Regions from separate parts of the Oryctolagus cuniculus genome. Here region 1 is linked to region 2. Evidence: chromatin contacts called from public Micro-C data. All regions are on one chromosome and are shown on one strand. Each heading gives the region's core, a stretch centred on a gene start, on an enhancer-like site or on the middle of the called end of the contact. The rest is flanking DNA. Distances are from core to core; before and after follow the strand shown. Region 1 has its middle 44 kb from the start of ATP11B. Region 2 holds the start of ATP11B (ATPase phospholipid transporting 11B (putative)).

The links. Hi-C and Micro-C count contacts between places; a contact is called where the count stands out from the background.
Region 1: a Micro-C map of ear pinna shows a contact between it and region 2, with 3 times the contacts expected there. The contact joins the enhancer-like site here to the promoter of ATP11B in region 2.

Annotation. Positions count from the first base shown.
Region 1 is chr4:96,861,139-96,867,566 of mOryCun1.1, forward strand. No RefSeq gene overlaps it. Among named protein-coding and RNA genes, the nearest start is that of ATP11B, 44 kb to the left of the region's middle. Within about 2 kb of position 1,508, at least 2 of the 8 cell types and tissues checked have an H3K27ac peak or open chromatin away from gene starts, as enhancers often do. A contact at or near this core is called in ear pinna, where this site is marked.
Region 2 is chr4:96,817,541-96,824,872 of mOryCun1.1, forward strand. It overlaps ATP11B (ATPase phospholipid transporting 11B (putative)), which reads right to left and starts at 2,701. Exons shown (of 30, transcript XM_008266558.4): 1 at 2,404-2,701. The coding sequence starts at 2,430.

The DNA of each region.
Region 1 (6,428 bases), core at 258-2,757, 42 kb after region 2:
CAGAGCAAGAAAGCAGAAGGACTGGAATTTTGAGACTCCTAAGTGCGTGATAGAGAGAACCATTCGTAGAAGTTTGGGAGTCAGAAAGGGCACCATGTTCTTCCGCCCCTCCTAGGGTAATGCATTTATTCTTAGGATATGAGTTTGAGATGACGATCAGAAAAAAAAAAAGTAGAAATATTTAGGAGGTGGTTTAACAATGGAAGTGAAACCTCCCGAGAAATCTCAGCCAATGTGTTGCCGAGATGAGACAAGGCGATGATCTGAGGGCAGAGGTGAGCCTGCAATCGTGGAATGAGAAGTAGCCTGGTGGGCAGCAACGTCAAAAGGAACAGGGCTAGGAATGAAGCAAGCCTTTCCCCTGCCAGACTTCTCCACCTGCTGCAGTTCAGGAAGCCAAGTTTATGAAACAGGGACATGTCCTTGGGTAGGCACAGACGCTGAACCGTGCCCCACAGAGCCAGAACTGAGCGCCTGAAAGTTGTGAGTGGGGCTGAGAAGCGGGAGAAGAGGGAAGAAAGTAGGGTTAGGAGGTTTGATTAGAAAACCTGGATTTCAAAGAAAGTGAACCTTTACTTAGCGGACCATCGACTGCTGCGACCTGCAGAGAGGGGAAGAACATCACTGAGCTATAGATTTACTGGAGGTGGCGTTAGAGCGAAGTGAGTGGATGGTGTAAAAGCAGGGGCAGCGGGTCAGAGCTAGAACGTGGGCAGGGAAAGACGGGAGGGAGCAGAGGAGTGTAGTGATGGAATACCTTAGCAGAGGATTTGGGTTTGGTTTGTTTATTTCTAGGGTAGAGGAGGCTTGCTTCAGAGGATGGAGGGCAGAGACAGGATAGTGAATCCAGGAGCTTGAGGATGAGAGGGAGAGGGAGAGGGAGAGGGAGAGGGAGAGGGGGAGAGGGAGAGACCCAGCATAAAGAGGAAGGAGAGGTGAGTGGTGGGGAGAGCAGGTGGGTGAGGTGGCAGTTCATTTCCTGCTTGAGACCAGCAGAGAGGAAGAAAAGGCATAAGAGAGAAACCTGGGGGCCCGACAGGGAGGAAAGGGGCCGTCTCTCATGCGCTTCCAGCTTCAGTAAGACAGGAACATGAGGTGTCTTGCGCGTTCAACAGTCTTAGAATCAAGTTACAGCGAGGATGTCCAAATCGCTTTTCTCCCCGGGAGAGTTCACGGAAGATTATGTTACTGTAAACTGATGTTTAAGCTAGGAAAAAAAAAATAATGAAAGGGACATGCAGTCTGCTGCAGACTTTAGCTTTGTAATGTTCAGTAAACACGGGGCAAATTGTCAGTGTTGGCAAGACAGGAAGCAGATATCGCAATCCCACAATGACATAATCCATGCAGCACAACTTGTCATCACTTCTGTAAAGTAAAAGTACAAGCTTAATGGGAGGGGACATGGATTTCACAAATGTGGGCTGTGAAATATGCACTCCTTTCTCTGGGAGGATCCCCAAGAAACCAATGATCAAGTCTGGCAGCTGTGACTTACTTGGCTGAGTAATAAATACATCAGAGAAACCAGAAAGACTTGCTGTGAATCAGACGCAGAGCCAGGAGGTAGCCCGTCCTGGGTTCTTACCGTCAGAGCCAGCTACCCAAGGGCAGAAGAACTGGTGCGACCTGCTGGGAAGGAGACACCATGCTGCCTCGTCTGGGAGAGGGTGCTGCCTTCCTGCCCCTGCCCCCGGGGTTGGACTCTTCCTCAAGGCAATGCTCGTTGCCCTGGAAAGGTGGCTTGTGCCAATGTGTGATGGCAGTGATGCCCCCGCCCAGGTCCTCCCATTTTGATGCAGTCATTCCGCATGCAAACCTCCTCCCAGCTGGCAACCCCATCTCTTCCTGGCACCCTCTGTGCTCCTGGGCATACCTCTACTTGAGTCTACGTAAGGAAATAAAAAGCAGAGTCGGTAGAGGCATTGGGAGGGCAGGTGTGCAACACGGGACAGGACTCTTATTAACAACTTCTTACTTAAAGATAGCCCCTTCAAAGAAGTATAAGCCAAGAGCCAAAAGTCTAAGCTGATGCTTGTAGGGGCAAAAAAGAAAAAGAAAAAGTGTGGGGAAACATGAATATATCTTGCAAAGTAGGAAGCTGAAATTATCTCAGTATCAAGGATAAGTGTGGACGTGACTGAGTCGCATCATATGACTACGACAGATGAGACTTCCCAGCGGCATCCAGGGGTCCCAATAAAGGCACAACCTGGGCATCCTAGGGGTCCACACTGCCCAGGGAGTGTTAGGCGGCACGGTCACAGTGATTGGGCGCTACTGGCCATCAGTTAGAGATAATTTGACAGCGATACTAAGTGTCCGGCATTGACAGCAGAAACAGTCAACCCAAGGACAAATGACCCCATGGAACATGCTGCTGTCACCCCGTTAGAGGTCCCAGAGAACGCTCACTCACCGCGCTAGGTTTCACAGCTTTCAGTTGGAAGAATCAAAGTCTTTGAAAATGCAACATACAATGAAGTTGGATATTTTTGATTAATTTCAAAAGAACCCCAAGTCTGCAGAGAATGAATAAAGTTGTTTGCCTTTGTCTAAAATAAGATATGAATGGCTTGACAATTGCTCAGGCCTCTCATTTCAAACCTCTGAAGCAGAAATTTCAACTAGCAGGGTCAGACGTGGCAAACCACGGAGCAGGAGAAGTTTGTATTTTGAGTCCCTAAATATCAACCTTTTTGTGCTGCGACCTCCTTCCCAGCAGTAATTTTCTCTGCCACACTCCTACAAAGCCTTATGCAATGACCCCTGTGCTTGGTAGAGTGCTGTACAGTTCAGGGAGTGCTGGTACTTACGGCGTCTCATTCATCTTCTTGTTTCCTCCCTTTCCCTGTGTGCTTCCGCTCTCCTTGCAATCCATCCACAAGTCCTGTTGGTTTACCTCTGCTTTGTATCCACTTTCCTGGCCTCCACCCTGGTGAGGCCATCATTGTGTGGGAACTCAGAGATCTTGGCCCTGCCCTGGCTCTGCCGCTTACATCGCTTAGGAAAATTCAGGTTTTCCTAAACATGGTTTTGAGAAGATTGATATAAAAAATTAACTTTAATCATTCCTTCATTCATTCACTGAGCAGATATTCACTGAATGCCTGAGATACAACAGGTGTTATTCTGGGTGTTGGTAATAAAACTGGGAGCCACATGGACAAGAACCTGCCCTCATGTGCCAGCAAGTGAACAGGATAATTTCAGATTAAGGATTGAGACCATAGTAAACAGGATGACTAGGACGAGGGAGGGGGTTTTAGAGGAGTATGATGGGGGTACCCAGGAAGCAGTCAGGAGAAGATGACAGTGGCGCAGTGACTTAAAGCAGGAGAACTAGAGGCCGGCTACTGGACATTCCAGGCAGAGGGGGAGCTGAGTGTGCTGGAAGACGAGAGAGATGCCAGAAGCACAGCAAGCAATGCTGCAGCAAGAGGCAGAAACCAGGAAGGAGAGAGGAATGCTAGGAGGCGAGTTCTACTTCTCTTGAAAAGGAAATTTCATTTACTTGTTTTATTTGGTAGGGAGAGAGGGAGAGAGCATGAGAGAGAGGGAGAGAGAGCATTCCCATCTGCTGGTTTACTCCCCAAATGTCTGCAAAGGCCAGGTCTGGACCAGCCAGGAACCCAACCTGGGACTCCCATGTGGGTGACGGAGACCCAAGTGCCTGAGCCATCAGTGACTGCCACCTAGGGTCCCCAGGAAGAGGAAGCTGGAATGGAGAGTGGCACTGGGCCTGAAACCCAGGCATTCCAAGTGGTGTCTTAAATGTCTAAAATGGTTTAAAATTGCATGTTAAATGCGAAGGAGGATGTTGAATGGTTTGGAGTGGAGGACTGACACGAGATGAAGAATTAGGTAGAAGACATTGTGTGGCTGGTGTGAGGAGAGGGGGCAGGGAGTGGAGGGAAGAGGCAGAAACGACCCATAGAGAAGTCACTGACGGCTATTGCTGGAGATCAGCAATATTTATTTAGCTGAAAGGCAGAGTCGCAGAGAGAGGGAGAGGGAGAGGGAAAGAGATCTTCCAGGCACTGATTCACTCCCCAAATGCCCACAACAGCCACGGCCAGGGCACAGCCAGGAGCCAGGAACTTCATTTGGGTCTCCCATGTGGGTGCAGGGGCCCAGACACTTGGACCATTCTTTGCTACTTTCCCAGATGCATTATCAGGGAGGTGGATCCAAAGTGGAGCAGCAGGAATTGCTCCACAGTATCCATATGGGATGCTGATGCCGCAGGCTGCGGCCCAACCTGCTATTCCACGGTGCTGGCTCCTAAAAGTGACTTTAAAGTGTGTCTGTGTGTGTTTTTTTTTTTTTTTTTGTAGAGGCATAGTTTTGTTCATATAATAAACAATACTATATATAATATTATACTAACTTTGGAGAGGTATAAAATATAGAGATCTAAATAAATATACTTATTACTATTGAATAGTGGTTCCTAGAAGAGAAATAAATCATCTTAAATTTCTACATTAAGTCTCCTTCCACACAGGTGGTACTGTAAAAGCAAACAATAGGGCTGTATTTTATTAGATGCTAGTAACAAGTGAGCTATAATATATGATAGAATAAATTCCTACTTAGTCTATATAGACAGAATAAACATATCAATAAACATGGGCACAAAGTATATGTCAACATAAAACCAGTTTGAATGCATTTCAGTACAGATGGTGACAGCACATGTAGCCAAACAAAAATTTCAGTAAAAGCTAGCACAAATGACAGGAACGAATAATGGCATAAAAGGAACGCCAACATCACAGTCATGCAGGCAGTTAAATGGTTTACAGATATTCACACACAGAAAGCAACCAAGAAAGAGATTGAATTCCTATGGAAAACAGTGTTACAATTAATACCATATCCCTGTAACAATGAGCAGAAACAAGAAAAAAGATGCTGTGGAAGTTTTTTTTTAAAGATTTATTTATTTATTTGAAAGGCAGAATTACAGCGAAGGAGAGGCAGGGAGAGAGAGAGAGAGAGAGAGAGAGAGAGAGAGAGAGAAATCTTCTATCAGCTGGTTCAGTTCCTAAATGGCCAGGGCTGAGCAGAGGCCCATGGATTGGGCCATCCTCTGCTGCTTTCCTAAGTGCATTAGCAGGGAGCTAGTTGGGAAGTGGAGCAGCTGGGACTGGAACTGGTGCCCATATGGGACATCCGTGCTTCAGGTGGCGGCTTAGCCTGCTGTGCCACAGTGCCAGCCCTACCATAGAAGCTTTATCTTCAGACTGTCGTAAATCTTTTCCTTTAACATCAGCCAAACCAAACCCTTTGTCACTGCTGAATCCCGATGTGTTTCTTCATCACTGGGAGTCACTGTGCTGGAAATGGAGTCGACATTCGTCCCTAAACAATAAACCCACACTTCAACCGATTTCATCACTATTCTTAGCTTTACAAGAGTGCATTTACTATCAACTCACTATGTACCTTACTGCTTTCTTCAAGTCTGTAATTTTCTTGGTTGTTGCAAAACCTGAATACCATTTAGCAACCCCATTACAGTCTTTCCTCTCAAAGTCTTAAATTACTAAACTGATTGTAATGTTTGAGAAATGCTTGTGTTGCTTTTGAACCACAAATTATGGGAAAAAACCCCAAACCAAAAAAAGCTATAATATGGAATATAAATTTTTACAGGACTAATATAAACTTTACACTGATTGACGCTGTAACCTCTGATGCAATCACTGTAAGATAACTCCGCAAGCGTGTTTTATGTTGCTGCACCTGCCACAGGTGAGTGTCAGAATTCACCACCCTCCCTGCTTCCTGGCATCATTCTTCTTCTTGTTAGTACTTAATTTAACCTGGGATGACTCTTGGGATACCTCTTTCAGAGGGAAAAGTACGTAGCAGACATGAACTAATGTGATAGTTTAAATCACTTATATACATAGACACAGTCTATTTAGGATTTATTTATGTATGTGCAACTCAGAGTCACAGAGAAAGAAGGAGAGACAGAGAGAGAGAAATCTTCTGTGTGCTGGTCCACCACGCAGATGGCTGCAGGGGCCTGCACTGGGCCAAGCTGGGGCCAGGAATTCATCTGGGTCTCCCACGTGGGTGGCAGGTGCCCAGGTCTCTTATGAACATCTTCATTTGGAGAAGGCATCTTAGCCTTTAACCCAGCTGAGCTCTAGTTTCTCCACTTGGGTGATGTGCCTGTTGCAAGGACACAGTGAAATAGCCTAAGTCAAGCATTTGGCAATAGCGCCTGATTCATAGTAGGCGTTCAGCAAACGTTCCTTGTTTGCTTCCTTCACCTCTCACTGGTAGACCTCCTCCCATACACTGAGGACATCGCCAAGTCTCTAAGACGTGGCCAATGGAAATGCATGAGAACTCCATGGCTGGAGAACCACTTGGTCCTACGCTTTGCCAAGTTAAAAACTAAACCATAA
Region 2 (7,332 bases), core at 1,451-3,950:
ACAATCTGTCCTTGTGATTCACTGATCAATTTTTCCAAATCTGTCCCATTTAGCTAAATTTTAAAATAAACCCCTAATTGGGACGGGTGCTGTAGTAGTAGTAGGTTAAGCCTCCTGCCTGAGGCACTGGTATCCCATATGGACACAGGTTCGAGTCCTGGCTGCTCCACTTCCGATCCAACTCTCTGCTTATGGCCTGGGAAAGCAGTAGAAGATGGCCCAAGTCCTTGGGCCCTTGCACCCATGTGGGGGACCTGGAAGAAGCTCCCGGCTCCTGGCTTTGGATCAGCCCAGCTCTGGCAGTTGTGGCCATCTGGGGACTGAACCAGTGGATAAAAGACCTATCTCTCTCTCTCTGTCTCTCTCTCCTACTCTCCCACCCTCTCCCTAGCTATTAACTCTGCTTCTCAAATAAATAATATTTTAAAATAAAATAAACCCCTAACTAAAAAACATGGTGATTCAATCCATTCAGCAAATGGAATTATAATTTTAACTAGATTTTAGTTAAATAATTCTTGGGGTAGTAACTAGAATGAGTGCTTATGACTAGGATAGTAATATGTTTTCGTTACTCTGCATATCCAATATCCTTAATGTATAATTTAAATGACTACACAAACTTAAGCAGAGATACAAAGTCCTACATTAGCACGGGTCTGATTACATACTTAGAAGATCTGATAACTTAAAAGTAAATCCAGTGAGTTGAGCAAGTAAATGTCAGATAGCATTTTTTATGCGCAACAACTTGTTCAACTTGTTAACCATCCCTGTAAGACAACTGCCTTGTTAATTAACCACACAACTTCTAGTTCTGCCTCTTAGTTACGTTCTGTTTGAAGCCATTTTTGAAAACACTGCCAGATTTTGTGTCTTGAAGATGACAGTGGTTATACAACCAGGATTTTTTTCGGGCTAACAAAAACCTAACACTGAGAAACAGTGTCTTAGTCTACTGGGAAGGGCTGTAAGACAACCAAATTGGAATGATTTTCCTAACAATACAAACATCATCAGGTGAATAAGCCTTCTACATAATATGTAGAGCTAACAAACCAAATACATGAGATCAGATGTGTAATAATTAACTTGCAGAGTCAAATTACAGTGCTATGGCTTATTGCAACAAAGCCAAAGTATTACAACAATCTGGTATTATAATGACATCATTAGTTTGGTTTCCTAATAAAGCATATATCTGGAATATCTGAATTTACAATGAGCTAAAAATAGAAAGCCAACATTTGTGTCTGAGGGAGTGGTAAGTAGTTCTAATTTTGTTTGCAAGATTTTGGAGGTGGGGTGGAGAATGACGCCCACTGCAAAATGAAGTAAGAGAAAGCTAACTCTGCAACATCATAGAGTCTTAATATTAAAACGCGCTTCTAGAACAAGGAAAAAGCGGCATAGATGCTTCAGTCTTACCAAAATAGTTCTCCTTCACTGAGACCACTGCCTTTAGAATCACTAAACCAAAGCACTGAATCGCAGAAGTACTTAACGCGATTCGGAAACCAAGCAGTAGCACACCTCCCCATACAGATCAGGTCAGGCTTCTTGAGCCAGGGGCAAAGTCTGTCCTAACTGTTCTCGCTGCCTTCCTTAGTGCTGTCGTCTCTGGCCTGTAGTTGCCAGGAGGCATGAAAGAGTTTGTTTTTCCCTCTGAGTTAATTCTGGGAAAAGTAGGGCTTTATGCTTTCAATCACCCTTTCCTCAGATTCCCCTTTGGCCTCCAGGTGTTCCAGTAAACCTGCCTCTTTCCAAATGCCCCTGAGCAGAACGGGTGAAACGTGCGGGTCCCGTTCCCAAAGTTTCACCGGCGCTGCGGTGGGCAGTAAACCGCAGCCCTACTACCTTTTCCCAAAGTCGACGCGGAGTTGGAAGATTGGCCTTCTTTCCCCCATCCAGACCCTCGGTAAAAAATTCCTTTCTCCGAGAGCTGTCAGACTGGACAGGGTACCCGGCTCGGCGATCGCCGAAGACAGCCCTCCTCCTCCTCCTCCCTTCACCCAGACGCGTCCCAAATGCGGAGGCAGGAAACGCACGCCTCTCTCAGCTCCCTCACCCAGCCGCCTCCGAGGGGCTCCCCGACCCCCTGGGGACCCTCGCTTCTGGCCGCAGCTGCCCAGGAGCTGCCAAGAGGAGGAGGAGGAGGAGGAGGAAGTAACCAAGAAGCGCCGGCAGGGAGCGGTTCAGCAGCGCCGCTGTCCGCCGCCCGGGCTCGCAGGCTGCGCGCGGGGCTTCTCCGGCTTCGGGGCCCGCGCCCGCCTCCGCCGCGGCCTAGCCCAGCGCCCGCGCCCCGGCCTCGCGGCTCGGCGGCGCCGGCCTGTCCCAGCCACCCGGGGCCAAGAGGCCGCGCAGAGTCGGACCGCCCGGAGGTGGAGGAGCGGAGGCACCTACCAGCTGCTGCCGGACCCAGCGCCACATGCCCCCGCCGTCGCCGTCCGGGTCCCGCGGGGCGCGGGGGCCACGGGGCTGCAGGTGGAGGCCGACGAGCCGTGGGGGGGTTGGGGGGTGGGAGCGGGCGAGCCCCTCCTGCTGAAGTTCCGCTCGCCGCCGCCGCCGCCGCCGCCGCCGCCGCCACCTCACTCCCCGCGCCGGGTCCCCATCCTGCCGCGCCGGCCCCGAGGTCCTACAGGCGCGGTCCCGGCGTCGCCCCCGCCCGGCGCTGCCGAGTCTGCCGCCGCGCCGCAGCCACCTTCATTATTGACCGTTGTCACCCGAAGCACCCCCTCCACCCCACCCCCGCCCTGCCCGGCTCCCCGGTCCCACCCGGGCCCGCCCCCGGCGCCCCGGCCCGGCCCCGGACGTGACGAAAGGGGGGCACGGGCCGAGCCGGGCCTGCTCCGAGCCCGGGCGGGCCGTGCGGGCGGGGGCTGCAGCGTGGGAAGGGGTCGGGTCTCGGGCACGGCCTGGGTCCCGCGCTCCCGCGGTGTGCGGGGAGCTCCTGTGGCGTCTGGGGGGTTCCGCCTGTCTCCCGAGCCTGCAGCTCGCGGCCGACTTCTCGGTCGCTACCTCCTGTTGCCGGTCTGGTCCTGGCTCTCCGCCTGCTTCGGTCCACGCGGCCGCCAACACGCAGACGCACAGTCTGGAGTGTGCGCGACTGAAGGTTAATCCCCAGAAGTCCCGGTTTGGGTTGGCTTTTACCTTCTCAGAGCCGGAGGTGGTGTCCCCCTCGAACTCAGCCCATTTCTTTAGCGAGGGATGGGATGATTTTGGAAGGCTTGCAGTTCCCCTTGTCCCGGTTCGACCTGGACCGGTCGGTGTTTGTAGGAGAAAGGACGAGATATTCTGCCTTGCTGCGCTAACTTGGACAGGTTACGGGAGAAAATACTTTATCGTTAACTGCCAAACCCCTGAAATCAAAAACACCTTAGAAGAAGTAGCTTGACCTAGGTTAAGTGTGTGGATGAGGAGATAACGTAAAAGCAGGTGGCACAAGGCTTTGAAGGTCTGGCTTTGTTCAAAACCAGCTCCCTGTATACATCCTGTTATGAATATGTATTATGTGCGGTGTTTTTATTGAATTAAAGCACCCTTCACCAACAGACAGACGCTTGTGGTGTAAAAAAAAAAAATGTAGCAGAAACAGACATCTAAATGAGATTTGCATGACTGGGCAAGACATTGCATATGTGTACTCGGTCTTGTCGTTTCAGTAGATATTCAGTATTATGTAATGCTTATCCAACACCACAACTAGAGCCTTTTTTGAGGGAAACTGATGATTTATAATACACCTGGTGGAATTTTGTGTTATGAGCTCCCAGCTTCAAAAACAGCTAGATACAAGTATTTAAAATGAGAAAGTAATCTTACTTTTGTTCTTATGATTGAACCTTACTTTATAATCCTAAAATGAAGTTTGAGGTTCTTCCTTGGTGGAGCACTGTATATCCCAGGCCCTTTGTCAAACATTTGCAAGCTCTGATTTAGCACCCAGCAATTCTTCCTATTATATGGGTGCAGAATGGAGGCTCACTTTAAATAATTTGGCAAAGCTGGGTTTCTCTTGAACTGTCAGGAAATAGAGTTCATGCAATATTAACAAACCAAAATAATGACCATGTTACCTTATTCGCATGCAAATGGTTGGATTACAAATTGGATCTGAAAATTTTTATTTATATGCCACTAAAATTTGTCAAGATAACATAAGAAGTAGCAGTCCAGAGGACACTTTGTGCGTCATTATTTAACTTTGTCCCAAATTTTGGAAGATAGCAAGTGGGAGGAGTTGACTCTTAAGTGCTATGAAAAGATAGGATAAAAAATTATCTCAAGATAACCATGTAAATATCATGATTGAATATCAAACTTTCAGGAGCAGAATGAGCAGTCCAAGCAGTATTTTGTTCTAAGTATTTTTCAAGAGCAATATTACACACTTCATAGTAATGACAGGAGCGTGAGATGGGGAGTATTTTTATACTGTGGTTATAACCTGTAAGTGGTGGTTAAGTCCACTTAATGTGTCATGATCAGTAGTTTTTAAAACTAGAGTAGAAAACAGCATAAACTGCACATTGCAATATATTGTTTTGTGAAATTTTGGGTTCAGGTGTGTGTATGCACACACATGCGCATGTGCACAGTATAGAAGGAATTTCTTTCTATTGGCTGTGGCTGGAAACGTTTGAGGAATTTTGAGAATGGAACATGCAGGACTTAAAAAGGCAAATACCAGCGGTAAAAGAAAGGGGGGAAAGAATGATAGAAGGCAATATTCATTCATTTATTCCCTGCTATTTCTTACATGTTTCAAGCATCAAAAGTATGCATAACAACTGCCTGAAACCAGCAGGATGGAGGGCCCCCTTCTCTTTGAGTGGAATTCACAGTCAAGCTGGAAAGAGGAAGTACATAACCATCTAATACAGTGTATAATAAAGAATTATTCTGACAGTAGTCACTCATTGTAGAAAACTGATGCCGGCGATAGCAGTTGGGCAGGGCTTCAGAACAGAGCTGAGCTTGACAAGGGAGGCTGAAGGGAGGCAGAACAAACAGATGTTTGAGGCCCAGCAAGTGTGGAGTCGTGAGAGGTGGGGTTGGGAAGGGAAGTCATAGAAAGGGGGAATTTCTAGCTGCTCACAGAATTCACAGGAAATAAATCATTCCTGGAGTTTTCTAAACAAGGAAATGGCAGGACAAAATCAGAGCCATAATTCACAGACACTGTGTGATAGGCTGGAGAGAAGAAAGGTCAGGCGGGAAATTCTGCAACAGCGCAACAAGAGTTGAAAAGTGCTGGCCTGGGAAAGAGCCAGAAGTGACTGCATGTTATTGGAATAGGAAGTTGTGTGTGATGGATGACAAAGAAACCTGAAACTTCAGCCATTCCAAATGAGGTGACAGATGCTCCAAGAAAGTAAATTTACCAGCATCATATAACAGCCACTGAATTCATGGTAAATATGGTTGTGTTCATGTGCGAACTTGTTAATATGATTCTGTGCTAGTTATACTTGTGAGACGTGTTCATTCCCAGGAAAAACACATCTCCAAGTTCCATGTAATAGTGATTCTGAGGTATAACACAGATAAAACAAAGAGTGTGAGTTTTCTTGATCTTGGACCGCCAATAGCACAGACTGTCACTTGTTAAGGTCTCAATTCACAGCTCATTCATTTTGGTGCTCACAGTGTCTAAAGAGTGCTTCCTAAATGTGAGATGAATGAGGAAGTCAAGGCCAGTGAGTGAGTTGTTAGGGAAACCTGATCTAGTTAGGAATACCAGTGATGCAGAGCAGAGCATACAGACTGCTGGATCCACAACTGTATGCAGTGAGACCAGGGGTCACCACCTGTTAGATCCAGGGGACTCTGTTGCATGCCTGCCAGGCGACTTTAAGGGCCGGTCTGCTGGGAGAACACAGAGATTGGCCAATCTCTTGCTTTGCAACAGATTTCTGTAGCCATGGAGCTCTCAAAACAGGCCCCAGAAACTGCTCTGTCTTAGTTTTTAAAGGGGCAACTATCCACTTCCTCAAAAGTTGTTAGTGGATTACAAATGATTCCACTTAAAAGTCATTTCTTTCTGACAATATTCCAAGAGATGAGCATTGTGGTGCAATGGGCTAAGCTGCTGTTTGTGACACCAGCATCCCATGTTGGCACTGGTTCTAGTCCCATCTGTTCTACTTCCAATTCAGCTCCCTGATGGTGCTCCCAGGAAAGCAGCAGCAGATGTCCCAACTGCTTGGACCCTTGCCACCCGTGTGGGAAACCAGAATGGAGTTTCAGGCTCCTGGCTTTGGCCTTGCTCAGCCCTAGCCATTGCAGCCACTGGGGAAGGAAGATCTCTCCCTCTCTCTTTTTCAATGTCCATGTATCACTCTGTGTTTCCAGTAAACAAATATGGAAATCTTATTTTTTAAAAGGCAAGCCAAAAAAATTGTAATCCCAGGATTTTCAGACTAAACTTTAGGCTTTTTCTAGTACTGAACAGGACTATGTATTTTATCCTCTTGTGAAGAATTTCATTAGGAAAAATATCACATTACATATTTTCGTCTGTTCTTGAAAATCCATCGAGCAGATGCCAGTGTGGGCTAAGTTATATGAACTGTGTTTTTTTCATTGGGTTATTTATGCTTACAGAGAAGTGAAACTCAAAGCCACTGTGAAAAATCAGAGTCTGTTAAAATGATCTCATTCTTGAAAGGTAAAAAGGATGGAAAATATAAATGTGTTCTGTACATCGCTAGGTTTATTTTTAAAATTTTTATTTTTATTTGTTTGAATGGAATAAAAACAGAGACAAGACAGAGAGTTCTTCCATCTACTGCTTCACTCCCCAAATGCCCACAACAGCCTGGCCTGGGCCATGCCAAAGCCAGGAGTCTGGAACTCACTCAGGGTCTCCTAGGAACCCAAGTGCTTGAGGCATCACGTACTCCCCCCTCCCAGGGTGCACACTTCTCAGGAAGCTGGACTTGAGGCAGAGGAGCTGGAACTCAAAACCAGCACTCTGACAGGGGGTAGGCGGTGCAGGTGTCCCAGGCGACACTTTAACCTGCCGTGCTACAATTCTCACCCCCGTTTCCTCAATTTTTATAAAACAGCATTCACCCTTACCCTGGTTCTCATGACCACTCATGCAAATGAACATGCTATAAATTGCCCATGCGACTGCTTAGTGCGTATTAGCAGGAATGCTCAGCTGGGGGAGTACTGTTTATGGAGGATTTCCTGAAGTCCATGCACGTGAAAGAAAAATCATTAGAACTCTTTGGTTGGTTTTTTTTTTTTTTTTTTTTTTTTTTTTGGCTCTTCCTGTGATCACTTTTACTGAACTGCAGTTTGGGAGCACACAGCTTAGGTCTA